Regions from separate parts of the Podarcis muralis genome. Here region 2 is linked to region 1. Evidence: chromatin contacts called from public Hi-C data. All regions are on one chromosome and are shown on one strand. The core of a region is the stretch at or near the end of the contact, and the rest is flanking DNA. Distances in the headings are between cores, read along the strand shown.

Region 1 (2,769 bases), core at 86-2,585:
TCCCACCATCAGATGCTATCCCTTGCTTGCAAACTACATTTGTGAGAGGGTTTTAATCCACCACTTCCCCCAAAACTACAATTCCCAGAGTTCTGGGGTGTAGCGGCAGCCTTTATCCAATTGCAGATGGAACGAATTCATTTTTGTTTTGCCGCATGGATTTTGTTGCTGTGGTTATTACTGATCATCTCAAGCTCCCATCAGGGTCAGTGTTTCCCAAAGTGAGTGATATTTCCCCCTGGGGGTGGTGCTGGAACAATCCAGGGGCCATGTAGCAGCCTTGTGTGCAATTGGGGGCCACTGAATAAAAATAAGAGGGCAGTGGAAGTGTAAAGAAGAGAAGAAAATGTTGAAAAACTGTTCATACATGTTTCATCTGTTGTGTAATGATGTTTACTGCCAAGTCGAGTACAGTTGCGGGACGGTGACAATGCCCTCCCTTCAATGTGTCCTATTCAGGGTTGGATTTAGGTTTGATGAGGCCTTAAGCTACTGGAGGTAATGGGGCCCTTTATATGTCCAGCTGTCCTTTGTCAACAACAAATTGTCACTGTTTTTTGTGTTGAATATATGCTATATAGTAATTTATTGACCTGATAGGTATCTAAAGCCACTTGCATATGCAGAATGTAGGCACCCTATATATAGAAATGTGCAAACCAGTGATATTTTAGGGAGCAGGCGGGGCCCATTACTTACATACAAAACAGTGTTGCTGTATGTAGGTTTTATTTTATTTGTTTTTTATCTTATATTTTGGAAATGTACATCCAGTTTTTCTCCCTTTAATTTTTTTGGGGGGTCCTAAGAGAGTGGCGCCCTAAGCTGTAGCTTAATTAGCTTATATGTAAATCGGGCACTGGACATCTTTCTTTATTATGTTGTAGGACTTAGGTAGAAATATAGATACATAAAAGAATGCAAATTTGTCACTGCATCTTTCTGTTTGTTCGCTTAAAGAAGGTAGATTTCTAGCGGGGCGCTGAGTAATCCCCCCGCCCTGAAAAGTGGGCGGTAGTAAGCCAAATAAGTTTGGGAACCTCTGATCAGGGTGATGGGAATTAATACAGTATTTGCATCGCGTTTTTCCAACCACAATCATCGGGCTCAAAGTGGCCCACAATAATCCATAACTGCAAAAAACGAAGCAAAACAAAAACCAGGCGTCGCTATCGCTTTTACATCAAACACAATTGCATATACAGTACTGTAAAGCGAACAGCGAACTCAGCAGAACTTTTTGTGTGCGAGCGCGCGCGCCGCAGAGCGCCCCCTGCCGGCCGAAGCGTCTGCAACGGAGCCCAGAAGCTTCTTAGTGGGCGGGAAGGCGGCAAAGGACAACAGGCCACTGACGGCAGCGGGTCACGTGACGCTGCGTGGGCCGAAGTTGCAACAGCTGGAGCGGAGCAGATATAGGCAGGAAGGGTCGTTTGCGGCGCGTGGCCGGGTGGGCGTCTCGCTGGAGCCTGGGAGGTCGCTGCTGCTCGCTTCCCGTGAGTGAAAGGGAAAGCCAGAACGAGGAAGGGCGGGGGGGGGGGGGAGTTCCTTGTAATTAGGGAGATCAATTCCTTAACAGATAGCATTCCCTTGCCTCCTGTTTCCAACCGCCTTTCCGTCTCCCCCTCCTTGATTCCCTGCGCGCGTGGAGCAGATCATTGCCGCCCTGCTGCTGAAAATGCACTCTGCGTATGCTCAGAGGCCTTGTTTTTTTGTGGGGGCGGGGAAGGATCTGGGCACTGAGTGCTGGTAAAACCAGGCAGTCGGTCCGTCTAGGTCAGTTTTGCTTACACTGACTGGCAACGGCTGTCCAGGATTTGGGGCAGGAGGAGGCTCTCGCCATCGCACCTGGAGGCGCCGGGTTTGGAACCGGGGACCTTCCGCTTGCAAAGTAGAGGCTCCGCCACTCCTGTCTCAGGAGGTTGTTGCCAGGTGTGTGTGTAAGAGAGAGGAGAGATCTTTGGAAGTAGCAGCCGGTTCCTTGGCTGGTAGTAACTTCCTAGTGGACTTTCTTCCTATCAGTCATACCGTCTTAACTCTGGGAGGAGGTTGTTGCTGGCCTCATGGGTGCCTGTGCCTGCGTTTGCCTTGCACCCTGGTGCCGCGGCTGTTTCGCTAGAATTAAGGCCACTGGGTTCAATGAGGTTTAATTCCCAGTTAAGTCTGTCGGGCTGTAAGGAGGGCTGCCCGTGTTCTGCTTGTTTACTCTGAAGCAAGTTCAGCAGGACTTTCTTCCCCCTCAGAAATGCACACAGGGCTTCAGACACATTTATTTGGAGTTTGTGTGTATGTTTGCTTTAGAAAAAGCTTCCTTGCACCTTCTTGCTTTTGTCTTCTAAATAGTGAGATATTTGGCTACCTTTGACACTGCTCATTTCATCTATAAATAGTATATATTGAAGGGGGCATTTTTTATTTAGCACATTATCATCATTATTATCAAACCGTCTTGCCCTGATGAGCAACCTGGCTGCAGAGATATGCGCCAGCTGAAATTTCCAAGCCACCTTCATAGGAAGCCCCATGTATAGCTCATTGCAGTAATATAACTTAGTTGCTAACAGAATATAGACAACAGAACTTAACAGAATATAGACAACAGAACTTAGCCTATCCCAGTCCAAATAGGGGTGCAGCTGAGTCACCAGCCAAAGCTGATGGAAGGCGCTCTGCACCACCAACGCCGCCTGAGCCTCAAGTGATTGCAATGGATCCAGAAGTTCTCACAAGCTGTGTACTTGTTCCTTCCACATGTGCATCCCATGAAACTCG
Region 2 (2,769 bases), core at 199-2,698, 130 kb before region 1:
GGAGATGGTATATATATAAAAAATGCAACCACAAAAATGGCATTCTGAAGTTATTTCAGCACCTCAAAATATACCTACTTAGAACAGGGGTGAGGAACCTGTGGTCCCCCAGGTGCTCATGGCCTCCCCCTGCCATCACAGGCAGCCAGCTAGCTGGGGTCAGAAATGATCATTCTAGCCATGGTCCTGCCGCACCTAGAAGGCCACAGGTTCCCATCCCGGAGTTGGTTGCTCATGTTCAAGGGCCAGTGATGGTACTACAGCTACACTGCTGTAAAAAGGGAAAGAACTCATTTTCCTGCTTTACACACCTCACGACAGAAAACTGCCTGCGTGTAGGTGCGAGGAGGAAGAGGGAACAAGCTTGTTTTGTCCTTGCTCTGGAGCACTCAAACCAATGGCTTCAAGTTACAGGAAAGGAGATTCTGACAAAACATCAGGGGAAACTTTCCGACAGTGAAGGGGGCGAAACGGTCTCCCTCGGGCTCTCCTTCCTTGGAGGCTTTTAAGCGGAGGTAGGATGGATACTTGAGCTGGGAGTCCTGCCTTGAAGGGGGTTGGACTAGAGGATCTTTGGGGGTCCCTTCCTACTCTGCGATTCTCTGATTCCCAGGATCCCAGCTCCAGAAATGCGCTCTTCTCAGCGGTTTCCCCGTGCCCCTCTCCTCACCTCGATTCTCGCGCTGCCTCCGGGAGAGATCCCAGCTCCAGCCTGCGCGGCGGCGGCAGCAGCAGCAGCTGTGGCAGAGCAAGGGGCGCCTCCTCCTGCTCCGCCTCCGCCACTTCCAGCGCCCCCCAAGGCCTGGTCGCTCTTCTTGCGCTTGTACTTGTCCTTGTACATCTTGTTGCGGTGCCTCTTGCACATCCAGGGCTTGCGCTGCTTGGCCACTTGCGTGGTGGTCTCGCTGCAGCCTTTGTAGGTGCAGCTCTTGCAGCCGCCGCCTCCTCCTCCTCCTCCTCCCGACTGGGCGCCGCCCTCCTCGTCGTCGTCCAGATCCTCCAGGCCTCCGCCGGGGCTGCCGGCGCTGTCGCCTCCGCCCCCCTCGCCGTCCGCGTCGCCCCCCGCCGCCGGGCCCAGCTCGTAGAAGACCATGAGGCCCGAGGGCGCCTCCGAGGCCCCCCGCGACGGCGGCTGCGGCTGCCGCACCACCTGGGGCTGCAGCAAGGCGCCCACCGCCTCCCCGTCCCCGCCGCAGGGCTGCATCACCAGCAGCGTGAGCGGCTGCGGCGGGGAGGGGGAAGGCGACGACGAGGAGAAAGCGGCCGAGCTGCCGCTCGTGTTTCCGGAAGGCTCCGTCCCTCCGGCAGGCCTCGCAGCCAGGGCCTCTCGCAGGGCCCCTCGGCTGCCACAGCAACGGCAAACGGGCGCCACGGGCCGGGCGCTGACAGGTTGGCGGCTACTACGCACGCGCGGCGAAGGCGGCGCGCACGCGACCTCACCGCCTCCTTTTCCCCGGAAGCTCACTTAAGCGCGCAAGCGCAGAGGCGGCGACGGCGGGGCTTTCTCTCCCGCCTTCTCCGCTTGCGCGTGCGCATTGCAGGCCCGACGTCGCGCATGTTCAAAAAAGGCCGCTAGGGTAAGCGATCTCCTTTATGATATTGGAGTTAACGGGAGGATTCGTCGCGCGCATGCTCCGTCGCGTTGGCAGCCTGTTCGATGGGCGAGTGGGAAGCGACTGGGCTTCTAATAGCGGGGTGGGGAAAATCGCTTAGTCGGAAGTTCCACCAACTTCAGTGTGTTTTACTTCCCGGTTACAATGTAACAGTTCTAATCAATCAATCATTTTATTTGTAGTATGCCGCCTTTTCATAGTTCGAACTCAAGGCGGCTTACAACATAAAAAATTGACATAACTGCAAATATAACAAAAGAAGTCATAAACAAAACATGACCAAATTGAACAATTTCCTCATAAATGGTAAAATCCAGAATAAAGATACTAAACATTAATAGCAACAACAGCAACAGCTGCACAAAAAACAACAACCAAAAGAAAACACAACCCAAACAACGCCCCAGCCCAAGAGCCTGTTCAGCAGCTTTAGGTTTTGTAGTGGAGTCCGTCAGGGACTTGGTGGGGAAAGGCCTGCAAGGCAGGCAGCAGTCTTCCAGGACTCTCAGAACATACGGTTTCTTAAACAGATGCAAAGTTTACCCACCAGGAGAAGCAAAAGTGAAAATGGAACTAGAGGGGACTGTCCAAGCTGACTGCAGTGGAGAATGCACAAAATGTCTGAAAAAGGTATAAGACATTCTGAAACCTCCTGAAATCTTGACACAGCTCAGCAGAGATTGGGGGTGGCGTCCAACCTTTGTAAAGTGTAAAGGACCCTTGGATGGTTTAGTCCAGTCAAAGGCAACTATGGGGTGCAGCACTCACATTTGTAACAATATAGCGCAGCAGGTTGGTGTCATAATGTTTTCTAAACTGTGCGTTCACTCCTGGGCAGAATATGTATCTTGTTGCATCCCTTTAAAGCCAACAGCTTTGTTGCAACACCACAGAAGAGAATAGGCATGCTATATGTGTGTGAGAGTGTACAGAGATATAGTTACATAATTTTATTATATAACAGCTTTATCAAACAATGAATATAAAATTGAGTGGATCACATCTCAGTCAGTACACTACATGGAAATGATCACGTGTCATCTTGTCTAACAGCAAACACTAGATGCATTATTTTATTTTGAGAGCTCATGATTTGCTTTATGGCTTATGCATTTTAAAGTGGGCGAGAGGTTCTCCACCCCAGTTTTAAGGGTCA

What was found. A called contact is a pair of places that touch in the nucleus more often than the background predicts.
Region 2: a contact with region 1 is called in a Hi-C map of blood, with 2.5 times the contacts expected there. The contact joins the promoter of RFXAP here to the promoter of SPART in region 1. A contact is called at or near these places in 2 of 3 Hi-C or Micro-C datasets (blood and tail).

The regions. Positions count from the first base shown.
Region 1 is chr4:30,120,498-30,123,266 of rPodMur119.hap1.1, reverse strand. SPART (spartin) reads left to right here and starts at 1,335. Exons shown (of 9, transcript XM_028726506.2): 1 at 1,335-1,493.
Region 2 is chr4:30,253,127-30,255,895 of rPodMur119.hap1.1, reverse strand. RFXAP (regulatory factor X associated protein) reads right to left here and starts at 1,448. Exons shown (of 2, transcript XM_077927149.1): 1 at 671-1,448. The coding sequence starts at 1,204.